3 separate regions of the Pan troglodytes genome follow, and all the other regions are linked to region 1. A link is a contact called in public Hi-C data. All regions are on one chromosome and are shown on one strand. The core of a region is the stretch at or near the end of the contact, and the rest is flanking DNA. Distances in the headings are between cores, read along the strand shown.

Region 1 (3,959 bases), core at 916-3,415:
TGCTCAGAACCCAGGCGCTTCGACAGCCCTGAGCGCCCCTTGTGCGCTCTTCACCCCTCCCCACCCCGTCCCTTTGATATACTACCGGATCTAGGCCATTGTTACGGGGAGGGGTATGTGGGCCGAAGGAACTCGGGGTTGGAGACCTGGAGCTTCCCAGCGCGCCCTGGCCCTGGCGCTGCGGAGGCCTCGGGTGGAGTGCCGGAGGGCTCGCCGCTGCGCATCTCCTCTGAGCTGGCAGCCAGCGGGTGCCCCACGCTGTCAAGCGGCGGCGGGTGAGCTTCCAGCAGCACAGGCACACTGTAAACAGCCGCGTGCACGCCCTCCCCGCCCGGGCTGGGAACCTCACCCAAACACCACGCCGCTTTCTCTCCGGCTACCGGGCGAGGCTTTTGTAGCCAAGCCTAGGGGAAGGGGGTCCCCACCCCACCCCCAGGCCACCCGGGCCCCGGAGCCAGCGTTCTGAATCTGCAGGAGTGCGGGGTGCTGCGGGGAGGGGAGGGAGTCAGCGCCTGCCCCCTCCTCACTGAATGTCTGCTTTGTTCCGGAAAACAAGGGAAGCATTAGGCGGCTGCCCCCGGGGAAACACAAAACTTCTTTTTGAATCTCGGGAAGGGCGGTTGACTGCATTAAGGAGCTCCCGAGACAGAATGAGGAAGGGAAAAGCCGAGAGGGCGGGAGGAGACAGGGAGACTTCCGAGGGAGGCCGATGGTCAAAGTGGGGGGTGAAACCGCTCAGGGTGACCGGGCTGGAGACCCAGGAACCCGACTCGGCGCGAAGGTGCCGCGCGAGTTCCAGCGAGCAGCCTGCCCGGCCAAGTGGCGCCTGCCCAGCCGTCGGCCGTGCCAGCTTCCTGCCCTGCCCAGGACCGCGGAGCAGTCGGGGACGCCGCCGCAGGCTGGCCCGGAATCGCAGGACAGCGGGGGGGGAGGGGGTAGCCAGGCCGCAAGTAAACTCGCACTAGAGCTTTCTGCACACCTCCGCCCTAGAGAGGGGGCCCGGACCCCCGGTCTGTGAGGCGTCGGCTTTGGCCTTCCAACCTGGGGGTGCGCGAGGAAGCAAAGACCCAGGGGGCACCCCCACCCTCGCCCGAGGGTAGGGGACAGCTGAAATGTCTTTGGTCTTGTTTGATGACCGCTTGGCGGATCTGCTCCCATCCGGGTTCTGCCGTTCCGAGGGTGCCGGGTCAGTGATACCCAGGCCGGTCTGAGCAGGCATGTGGATGAGCAAAAGCAAATCTGTCGCTCCTCCGACCGCCACCCCTCACTTAACCTTTCCTGCATCCAAGGAAGGGGAGGGCACCCAGACTCTGCCCCACCCCCCGCGGGGCGCTCCCTCTGCCTCGGAAGCTGAGACTAAGAGCGAGGGTTTTCCCCCTTTCCCCTGGGCTCGCTGGGTTTCTAACTTCCTCTAAACCTCCCTCCTCGCTCCGAAAAGCCCCGAGGAGAGGAGCTGAGAGGAAGCACGCCGCTAGTGTGCAAAATGAAGACCATGTGTGAGGCCGGCGGCATCAGAGTGCAGCTGCGGGGGTTAGGGGGTGGCAAAGGCCCCCGCGCGGCCGGAAGCTCGGGGCCGCAGCAGCCAGTGCCTCTGCTCTGCGTTGGGGACTCGGAGCCGCAGCGAGAGGCAGTGGAGAGGCAGGGCTGGCCTCGTGGCGGGAGGCGAGGAGGGGGTGCGAGGGCTGCCGCGCCGTGGGGGGCAGGGGGCGGCGACGCAGCCCCGGCTTCCTGGGCCGCAGCTGCGACCGAGGGCGCAAGAGCAGATCGTGCTCTGCGGCGGTGGCGGCTCGGGCCCGCCGCTCTAGCAGCTGAGAATCAACAAAGGGAGGCGGCGGGGGAGGGGCGCCACCGAGCGTTCGCGGGCTGCTCTGGAATAATAAAAAATAATTAATAATGATAATAAGAGAAAAATCCCCCGGCTTTCATGGCTCTGGGTTTCCGTGTGGCTGCAGCGGGAAGCGCGCTGTCCTTGAGGCGGCCTCTCTCGCCTGGCCTGCCCGCCCCTCCCCCTCCTCGCCCCCTCCCCTCCCCAGGAACCGGGAAGAGAAAGGTCTGCAGCTGACAAATATTATCCATTCTCCCCATCGATCGCGGAGTGTACAGATGTGAGCGCTTGATGTGCCCGCGGAGCGGCGGATCCTCCCTGCTCGCTCGCTCTCGCCCAGGCTCCGCTCGCCGTCCCCCTCCTCCCCCTTTGTTCTCCTCCCCTTTCCCTCTCTTTAAATAGATTTCAGGGCGCTGCCTGTTGGAGAGCAGCTGGCGATCTCTCCCGAGAGAGGGAGCGAGCGAAGCCCGAGGTGCCCTGTCACCAGCCTCCCCTCCCCCACCTCGGCTTTTCGCTACGTCCCCCCTACCCCACCTTTCTCCAGTTTCCAAAATAGAAAACACCGGGAACACCCACGTCCACTGCACCGCGAGCCCCTGGGAGCCTTTGGACCCCTCGTGCTGTTCCTTGTGTCTGTGTCTGTGCAGAGGAAGGGGAGTGCAGGGAGGGGACCCAGGGCCGCGGCAGAAGAGCCAAGGGTCCGGATCTTTCCCTGGCAGCAGCAGGGACGCAGCGTGGGTCACGCTAAGAGGGTACAGTTTACCCATTAGGGAAAGTCGGCGGAGACGGCCCTGTTATTCCTCTTTTGCAGATGGCAGATTAATCCGGCAGCGCCCGGCCTCAAAGGGACCGGCTGCTCGGCAAAGGGTTAACCCGTCGGCCGGTAATCGTGGACACGCGCGCACACACACACACGCACGCGCGCGCGCGTCCTCTCCGCCTGCCCGAGCGCCCGCCGCGGCCCGCAGTGCGCCCGGGGCTGGGGGAGTAGCTGCGGGAGGGGAGGGGGTCGGGGGAGGGGCGGGGCGGGCTTAACCAGGCCGCTCGACTGAGCCGGGGCCACCTCGCCGTCTGTCACTTAAATGATTGTCCTCCGCTCCGCTCAGTGCGGTCAGTACGGGCTGTTAACAGGCAGTTGCAATCAGTTTCCGAAAGGTCAGCCAAGGTCCTCCGGCTCTCGCAGACGGAAGGCATTACGAAACCGCTTTTGTATCTGCAGGCACTTTAGAAAAAGAGGCGAGAAGGGGCGCACCGCAGTGCCGCGGCTGCTGCGACCGGGGGAGAGGGTCGGGGGCTGCGGAGCAGAGGAGTCCGCACCCCCGCGGCCAGGGTCAGGCGGCGTGGATATCACCCGCGGAGTGACCCAGGGCCTCCGGGTTTCGGTGGGGAAGCAGGAAGGGGGTGGGGAGCAGGCGGCAAGGGAAGGAGGAGTGGGAGGAAGTGGGAGAGGCGTCCTGGCTCCTCTCCTCACCCAGCCAACAGCCCACACCCGGACCCAGACAGGAGCGGGCGGCCTTGGACGCGAGGAGACCCCACTCGGACTCCCAGGCCCTCCTGGCGCCTGGAAGTAGGGAGGGGGTGTGGGGGGGGAAAGACCCTCGCCGAGCGAGCGAGTCCCAGCGCGGTGTCTGAAGACGCTGCTGCCGCCGCCGCTAGAAGTCGTCCATCAGCAACCAGTCCAACCTGCCAGTGATAATGTGCGATCAACACCAAATCACCCCCGCCAGGCGCGATCCATCATCGCAGCGCGCCGCGGGCCCGCGTGAGGCTGACTCGCGGCTGGGGTGGGGAGGGGGGGCGCGCGGAGCAGGAGGCGGTCGCCCAGCACACCCGGACTCTCCGCGCACCTCGCTGCCCCTCCTGGAGGCCTGCACCCAGGCGCTCATAACTCTCCAAGTTCCCCAGCTACAGAGCGAAAACCCAGTGGCTCCGAGTTCTGGGCACAGCTCACTTAGGAGTCCGCGCGTCCTCCGCGCCCTGCTGTCGTGGTCACACCCTGCAAAGCCATTCCAGCCTCGGAGCTGCCCTGCCCATCCCCTCCCCCTCCTCCGAGAAACCGTGGCTGGCAGGAAATTAATATTTAATATCGTGAAATTGATTAAAGGGCTGGAAGCCGGCGATGGGTTGGGGGGAA
Region 2 (3,959 bases), core at 868-3,367, 250 kb before region 1:
TGCAACTGGGCCTTTCATTCTTTTTTAATCCTTTACACAAACAGTGTGTGTGTGAACATGCGCACGCTGGTGTGTCTGTGTGTGTGTGTGTGTGTTCACGCGCGAGCTTATGTGTGGCTTTGAAATCATCCAAAAAAGGTTTTTCATGGTTGAGGCTGACCTGGTGCAATGCAGAATATATTATTTCTTTCAGAGCGTGGATAGCAGATCTGCACGTGAAACACAGATCAAACACGGCCCACAGAAACAATGGTAGGAAGCATAACCAGAGTGAATCGATTCCTTGATCCTGCTCTGCCAAAAAATTAAAGAGGAGCACTCCTGGGGTTTTTAACCCAGATAAGACTTCAGCCACAGCCGTATTTCCCATGTTCCTGGATCTCTTGTTCTGGCTCTTATTCTGTGGATAAAATGTGGAATAGAGTAAGCAGTGTCGAGTTCTGCCGGTTCATCTGGCTTTTTAAAAAAAAATTAAATGGCTCTGTCTCTTTGCCCTCAACACTTCTGCACACGCACATGTGCACGCACACAGCCTTGTTTTACCTTTTCTCCAGAACTAAACTGGACAGACTTTGCCATTTCTTTCAACAGGACAAGGAGAAGGTAGAAAGGGCCCTCTCAGGCATCAGCCTCTTAAAAGGACAAATTTCTTGAAGCAAAGAAAGTTCTAGTCCCCAGTCTGAGACCCATTCTGTCTCTCCATCCCCAAGTGATGACACAACCCCTTCGTTCTCAAAGATCTGTTTAAATATGTAGGTGGTCTTGCTTGAGTCAACTGGTTTTTATGTCGGCATTGACCTCAGTCCTGAGATCCTAGATTGCCCAGCTGGCAGAGCACTGGAGGGTAGAGCTCGCTGCAAGTGAGGCCAGCCCACCCCCAGCCTTCTGATGGGCCACTGAGGCCACCCCATTGGGCTGGTCATCTGCAGCCGGTGTCCTCTCCTGACCTCTGCTCTAATCTCAAGGACACCCTTTATTTAGACACCACAGTCCAGCCTGAGCCTCAAGTCCTCGATTCATTGGCTGGACATGAGCCAGGGACAGCCACAGGCTGGCTCCAGAGGGCTCCCCAAAAGAGGCCACAGAGGCCCCAGGAGGCAGGCTCTGGCCGAGCTGGAACAGAGAACGGAGGTTTAAATTTCCGAGGCCTCAGTTCGAATTCCAGCTCTCTCACTGGCGATGACCTTGATCCGTGGGGTAACTTCCCTGAGCCTGGTACCTGCATCAATCAAATGGAAGAGGAGAAGACCACGTGAACGTGGAGCAGAGTGAGATGCAAAGATGCTGGCCTTGACGTTTGTAGTGATTAGTGAGGCAGCCACAAGCCAAGGAAGGCCAGCAGCCACCAGAAGCCAGAAGAGGCAAGGGACAGATTTTTCACTGGATTCTCATGAGAAAGTATGGCCCAGTGAAACTGACTTCAGGCTTCTAGCTTCCAGAACCATAAGAGAATATATTCCTACTGTTTTAAGCCACCAAATTGTGGTCATTTGTTATAGGCAGCCATAGGAAGCTAAGACAGAATTTACAAAGGGCCTCCGGGAGACCTCTGTGAAATGGTACTAGATATTGACTTGTATTATCTTAATGGGCCCTGACAACGAGCTTTTAAGGTAGTGGGCAAGGCAAGCCTTGTCAGTGTTTTACTGATTAGGAAATGGAGGCTTTGAGAAATTAAGCGTCTTGTTCGAGGTCACATGTTGTTTGGTGGCAGAGCTGGGACTGGAACAGAGGTGACCCAGAGCCTGGTGCTGGTCCCTTTCCACCACCCGCCATGCCCTGTGCCCACCCTCCCTCCTCTGACCAAGTCTAAGCAGGTGGAAAGTAGGGCTTGGCCTCCAGTGGGAGCTTAGCAAGGCCTCTCAAGGGCCTGGAGGACAAGGGGACCCTTCTCTAGCCCCCTGCCTGGCCCTGGGTGTTTGCATTTGGACATGTGCTGTGGCAGAGGCATCACGGGGGCACTGGATGCTCCATCTGGAGTTACATCTCTTCTCCTAGAGGAAAGGGAATCCAGGGACATGAATTCTCTCTCAGTGACTCACCTCTGAGCCCTGTCAGGTCTCCCCGGGCTTCAGATTCCTCTGTGGTGACATGGAAATACTAACAGGGCCGCCCCCTCCTTGAGGAGCTGTGGAATTAGAGAATGAGCCTGCACAGAAATGCCCACGGTGAGTCGATTACCCAGTTCCGCTCTCCTCTGGCCCAAGCAGTGGCCCCGAGAGTCCCCTGGAACAGGAGGGCCTCAGGGAAATTTGCCAGGGGCACCACACAGAGAGCACGCCAGGGAGGCGTTGCTCAATCTCTCACCCACGTGGGCCCCCGGGAAAGCCCGCAGCCCAGCCATGACTCCTGAGCTGCCCTGAGAGCCTGGGACAGGCTCGCACTGCGCTCACTCATCCTCTCTGTCTCTCTCTCTCTCTCATGCTTTTCCCTTATTTTCTCATGCTTTCCCTCTCTTGTCCCCACACTCCAGAAATATGTTTCCCATCCCCTCATTTCCCTGCATTCTCTGTCCTCCTCCTCCCGTCCTCCTTGCTTGCTGGCTTTCACTTACTCTCTTCTTCTCCCTGGGGCTCTGTTCCCCACTCTGTGCCCTCTTTCATGCCCCCTGTCCATCACCCCGCCACTCTCTTGCTGTCTCGGCTTACTCTCTCCTGCTTGCCCTCTTGCTGCCTTACTTTCCTCTCTTGCCCTCTCACTCTCTGACTCTTCCGCGCTCTCTGCTGCCCTGGGCCCTCCATGGCCCCCACCCCTGCCCTGGGATCAGGCTGAGGCCAGGCTTCCGCTGAGCTTCCCTCCTTGCTTCACCTCTTCCCTGCCGTGCTGCTGCCCTCGCTCTCTCGCTGGCTTCTCCTGCAAGGACTTGCTCCATAAAGCACTCACACGGGACTTCCCCCTCAGGCTCTGCTTCTAGAGAATTCTTTCTTTTTTTTTTTTTTTTTTTTTTTGAGTCGGAGTTTCACTCTTGTTGCCCAGGCTGGAGTGCAGTGGCACGATCTTGGCTCACTGCTGCAACCTACGCCTCCCGGGTTCAAGCGATTCTCCTGCCTCAGCCTCCCAAGTAACTGGGATTACAGGTGTGTGCCACCACGCCCAGCTAATTTTTGTGTTTTTAGTAGAGCGGGGTTTCACCATGTTGGCCAGGCTGGTCTCCAACTCCTGACCTCAAGTGATCCACCCGCCTTGGCCTCCCAAAGTGCTGGGATCACAGTCATGAGCTACCGCACCTTGCCCTGGAGAATTCTTACCTAAGATACCCTGGTAGGTTCTAGAGAAGGAAAATCAGGAAAGATGTGCCTGCCCTGCCTTCCAAGAGCTTCTGGCCTGGGAGGAGAAGCATCCTGAAGGAGAATACAGGGCAATACCCCCTGTCCCAGGTGCTGCAATTGAGGTCTACTCAGCCCACCACAAAGCACCAGGGATTAGGTGATGTGTTGAGTGTGTGGAGGGATAATCGGGGAAGGCTGCATAGAGGAGGTGGCCCAGGTTAATAAGGAAATAGGGGAGGGAAGGGAGATGAAAGGGAAACAGGAAAGAAAAAAAACACAAGGCCACAGTCTCACCCACCAGGGGGCTGCCAACTGCTATATGTGGCTGGAATATGGGATAACAGGGTGGGGGGCACTAGATGAGGCCTGGAAAAGTTGCAGGAATCCATCATAGCAGGCCTCGGGGGGCTCAGCTAAGGGGATCAAACTTACTCCTGAGGGCAATGGTGAGGCATGGAAGATTGTAGAGGGATCTAGGGTTGGTCCTGAAAGGTAACCCTGGCAGCAGAGTAGAAGGCTTTGAGAGAGGCAGCTGGAGGCAGAGATTTAGACAAAGTGAGCTCTCAGGTCCCTTTCAACTTGGAAGCTCTAGAAGTCTCCAGGGGAATTACCGAGGTGGGGCGGTGGCATGGAGAAGAAACCCAGGCCAGGGGTGACCAGCCAAATCTCCTGAACATTGACGATGGGGAG
Region 3 (3,959 bases), core at 411-2,910, 140 kb before region 1:
GCTACGTCTTCTATCGCAACCTCTGGGTTTCCTTTGCAGAACTGCATACCCCAGAGCAGAGGCCATGTGGAGACCTGCGGCTTGGTCCCGACTGGTGCAGTGGCCTCTGCTCTGGTGTGGGCTGGCGGTTTCCCCGCGCCCGGTGACCTTAAGGGGGTTTCCGGAGTCGCGCAGCCAGCCCTTCCTCCCAGCTTCTCCGGCCAAGGCCGCTCTCGGCCGCCCAGCCTGGTCGGGCTCGGCTAGTCGGCTCCTCGCCCCGGGCAGGAGTGCGGTTGGTGAAAGCAATCGGGGCCTCACCCACGCTCTGTGCACACGCGCCCCGCCGGGGCGGGAGCCGGAGCCGCGCTCCAACAGCCTGAAATTGCCAAATGGTCGCTGGGCAGGGTTGGGGATAGACTTTAGGAACCGGGTTTGAGCTGGAGAAGACGAGGAAAACGAGTGAAACGGGAGAGGCGGGGTGGGGTGACGGCTCATAAATCATCCAGCCCCACCCTCAGGCCTCAGTGCAGAGGCGCCCTAGCCCCACGAGGAAGAGGAGGTTCACCCGGCCACTCCTGGCCGACCTCTGAGCTCTCCGGGAGCCAGCGCCCCACCCTAGGCTCAGGCCGCGCTAGGACCAGCTCCCGGCCCAGATCGTAAACCACCCGCCGGAATCGGCGGAAAGCCGCCCTTGGACACAGCGCGCATCCGCCCAAGGGGAAGTTTATTTATAGCTTGTAAACGTAAAGGAAACCAGACCGCGCTACCTCGCCGCGCTCCGGCTGCTTCGCTCCCCACCTGCCCACCAGGAGGGCGCGACGGGTGGAGGGAGGTGGGGTTTGGTTCTGTGCCCCCCCTCCCCCGCTCCCGCTCCCGCTCCGCTGCCAGGGGAGAACAGGGTCCTAAGAGGCTGGCAAGCTTACATTCCTCTCGGGACGCCTATCCAGTGCCATGAAAGCCGGAGGGGGCGGAGGACAGGGCCCGGGCACCGGAGTGGTTAGGGTGGGGGTGGCCGAGCTGGCCCACTTGGCACGGAAGGGCAGGCAGGCCAGGCGCCGCGGCGCGGGATTCCACAGCTCCCGCTCCGGACCGGGGGAAATCCTGGAGTGCCAGAGAGCCCGGGGAGGGGGCGCTCCGGGAGCCTCTCCTTGAAAGTCGGGATGCTTTCCCCGTTCCTCCCGCGCACGTGTCCTCAGCAGAGCAGGCAAGCGCTGCGCGCCTCGGGCTGCGATCCTCGGGTGACAGCGACTGAGAGCGCGCCCTCTCCACCCCCCACCCCCGCCGTCGCCGCCTCTCCTGGGGAGCTCCAGTCTCCAGGGTGCGCTCGGGGCAGGCCCCAGGAGCCAGAGAAACGGAAAAGTGCCGGGGGAGGCGATTAGGAAGAGAAGACATTAAAAAGCCCAGCCCTGAAAGACAGGCAGCCGAGCTGAAAAAGACGCCTGCGAGCCCACACCCCGCCGCCCCTCGCGTACTGCGCCCAGACGGCCCCTCCTTGTCCCGGCTGAGCGCACCCACCCCCGGCCTCGGCCGGGGCGAATTCCTGTGTGTGTGTGTGTGCGCGCGCGCGCGCGCGCGCTCGAGTGCCGGGAGGGCAGTTGCGAAACGGGCTCTTGGCTGCAGCGCGGCATAATGGAGGTGGCTGGAACAATGCGCGCTTTGTGCGCGCGGGGAGTTGTTTTCCACCCGCCTCGCCCCCCTTGCTCGGGCCGTATGGCACTTTAATCTCCGCCACGACTCGGCACAAATGCACTTGTGTCCTGCGGGTCACTGGGGGCCGTGCGGCTGGAGCCGCCCCCACCCCGACCCCCGCGGACCCCACCGCCGGCTGCCCCATCTTCCTTCCTGAGCACCCCCCACCACCACCTCAATTCCCGGCGTGGGCCGGTGAGCTGGCGTGGAAGCTTCCGGGCCCGCCGGCCACTTTTATTTTCCGTGAAGACGGCCCCTCCCCCGCTCCACGAGCGCGCGCGCGCGCGCGCACACACACACACACACACACACGCCGCCCGCAGGCCCCACACTCACCGCCCTCTCTCGCCTAGCCTCTCCTCGGCCCGCCTCCGCCCCCGCCCCCGCCCCGCGCTCCGGACTCCTGCGAACAATAGTAAATGTCAACAGATTCCGCGCGGCGAGTGTCTGACTCGGCCGAGATAAGGGTGCGCGGTTGGCCCCGCGCTCCTCGTCGCCGCGGGGGGAGCCCACCCTGACCCCGGCTGGAAGGAACCGGCTGTGACTAAACCCGTGCCGGGAGAGGGGGGCGGGAGGGCAGGGCACCAGTCCCAGCTCGGTGGGGCAGCCTCGCCAGGAGACCAGGCCCTGCCCCGCCCCCACCCCACTTAACCCGTTGCCGATGGGGGAACCTATGGGCACCGTAAAAGCCGCGGGGTCGACGTGGCGGTCGGGCCTGCTTTTGGCCCACAGCTGCAATCTCCAGAGGATACCGGCAAAACGCTGATCCACGTGAGGACTAGCAGTTTTCGACCTACTGGGAGCCAGCACCTGAAGCAAAGGATTCGAGTCCTGATGTCCGGAGACTCATTAAAATATTTTTCTAAGCGGGCACACACTCGCAGGTCCTCCTCCTTGGTCGTCGGTAACCCACCACCCAACCGAATTAAAATTCGCAAATTGATTCCCACGCGTTGGTATTAATGGGTTGTTCCTCTTAAATTGTTGCCAACTTTGCTAATGGATTATTATTTAAATGATTTCTTTTTCATAAAGTACGTGTTGTTTTATAGATGCGTATTTACTTAAAGAAATCAACTGCATGTATTAACATATTAAAGAGAGAATAAAGCATCGGGGCCGGTGTAATGTACTGTTCAGCCTTACTTTGGGTGCTCTCGAAGATAGGAAAATCTTATTTGTTTAATAATAAGTCACTCATGAATATGCAAATGGCATCGGTGCAGTACCTCACTTCTGTCACTATTAATGAGTTGCAAATTAATGTGACAACAAAAGGAAAATCTATTTAGTGGAGGAACTCAGGTTCCTACCTGGGGAGATCACAAGCAAGCCTGGAACTTGAGTCTCCAGGCAGGAGAGGACTGGGGATGGACACGTACCTCCTCACGTAGTGTTTTCCTGGAGCCTCCACTATTGTTTGGTTTCAGGGACCTGCTTTGTCAGGAACCCCTTAAAATTCCTGCTCCAGACCAGAGGAAGAAAGGCTGCTCCAGGGTAATTAGGGCCAAGTGTGATTAATGGAAATCAACCCACAGTTTGAAGTAAAGCAGTTGGCCAAGCAGATTTTGGGGGATCTCCTCCCCCCAGCTTAAAGATTCCCCAAAGCCTTTTTGACCTCTGTTGCTTTGGACAGGGTTGAGGACGTAAATAGCGAATTAGCCCTCACAGGCCTGATCACAGGTATTAAGACAGCACCCTATGCACTTGAATTTTACGAGGTGACTTTGCTGATGGGAGATTTAAGAGCAGATCAGCTCATTTTCCTGCCGACCTACTTCCCAGAGGTTACAGACTGAAGTCTGGTTGTCTTCCATTTGAGCCTTCATTCTTTTCTGGCCTACACACCAGAGCCTATTTTTATTTCATCGATGATGCTGAAGAGAGTGTTTCTAATTCAGTTAAGTTTGGAAACATCGCTGAGAAAAAATAAATGTTGAGCTGTCCAGAACTGTGAACGAATAGTTCAGGTGCCTGGATAGCATTTCAAAGAAGCTGTTTGACTAGGGAACCTTCTGGAAAGATGCACGTATTCGATATCTAACCTGGTTAATGGTTACATGGTTTTATACATATGTAAAAATTCATCAGGCTGAGCATTTAAGATCTGTGCACTTCACTATGTCTAATCTATGACTATGTAAAGCCACCCCAAAGCTTAGTGGTCTAAAACAACAATAATTTATTTTGCTCAAAAATCTGCAATCTGGGCAGGGCTTGGCAGGACAACTCACCTGTGCTCCATGCTGTCAGCTGGGGCAGCTCAACTGGAACTCCACTTTCAAGATGGC

Evidence for each region. Hi-C and Micro-C count contacts between places; a contact is called where the count stands out from the background.
Region 2: a contact with region 1 is called in a Hi-C map of stem cell-derived neural progenitor cells, with 3 times the contacts expected there. The contact joins two enhancer-like sites. A contact is called at or near these places in 1 of 7 Hi-C or Micro-C datasets (stem cell-derived neural progenitor cells) and 1 of 1 other capture datasets (stem cell-derived neural stem cells).
Region 3: a contact with region 1 is called in a Hi-C map of stem cell-derived neural progenitor cells, with 5 times the contacts expected there. The contact joins two enhancer-like sites. A contact is called at or near these places in 2 of 7 Hi-C or Micro-C datasets (induced pluripotent stem cells and stem cell-derived neural progenitor cells) and 1 of 1 datasets of contacts at active chromatin or transcription factors (stem cell-derived excitatory neurons).

Annotation. Positions count from the first base shown.
Region 1 is chrX:40,578,391-40,582,349 of NHGRI_mPanTro3-v2.0_pri, forward strand. All of the region lies in intron 1 of BCOR (BCL6 corepressor), which reads right to left. Among named protein-coding and RNA genes, the nearest start is that of BCOR, 23 kb to the right of the region's middle. Within about 2 kb of position 2,166, at least 12 of the 24 cell types and tissues checked have an H3K27ac peak or open chromatin away from gene starts, as enhancers often do. A contact at or near this core is called in stem cell-derived neural progenitor cells and stem cell-derived neural stem cells, where this site is marked.
Region 2 is chrX:40,331,509-40,335,467 of NHGRI_mPanTro3-v2.0_pri, forward strand. No RefSeq gene overlaps it. Among named protein-coding and RNA genes, the nearest start is that of MIR3937, 250 kb to the left of the region's middle. Within about 2 kb of position 2,118, at least 3 of the 24 cell types and tissues checked have an H3K27ac peak or open chromatin away from gene starts, as enhancers often do. A contact at or near this core is called in stem cell-derived neural progenitor cells and stem cell-derived neural stem cells, where this site is marked.
Region 3 is chrX:40,438,246-40,442,204 of NHGRI_mPanTro3-v2.0_pri, forward strand. No RefSeq gene overlaps it. Among named protein-coding and RNA genes, the nearest start is that of BCOR, 160 kb to the right of the region's middle. Within about 2 kb of position 1,661, at least 13 of the 24 cell types and tissues checked have an H3K27ac peak or open chromatin away from gene starts, as enhancers often do. A contact at or near this core is called in stem cell-derived neural progenitor cells, where this site is marked.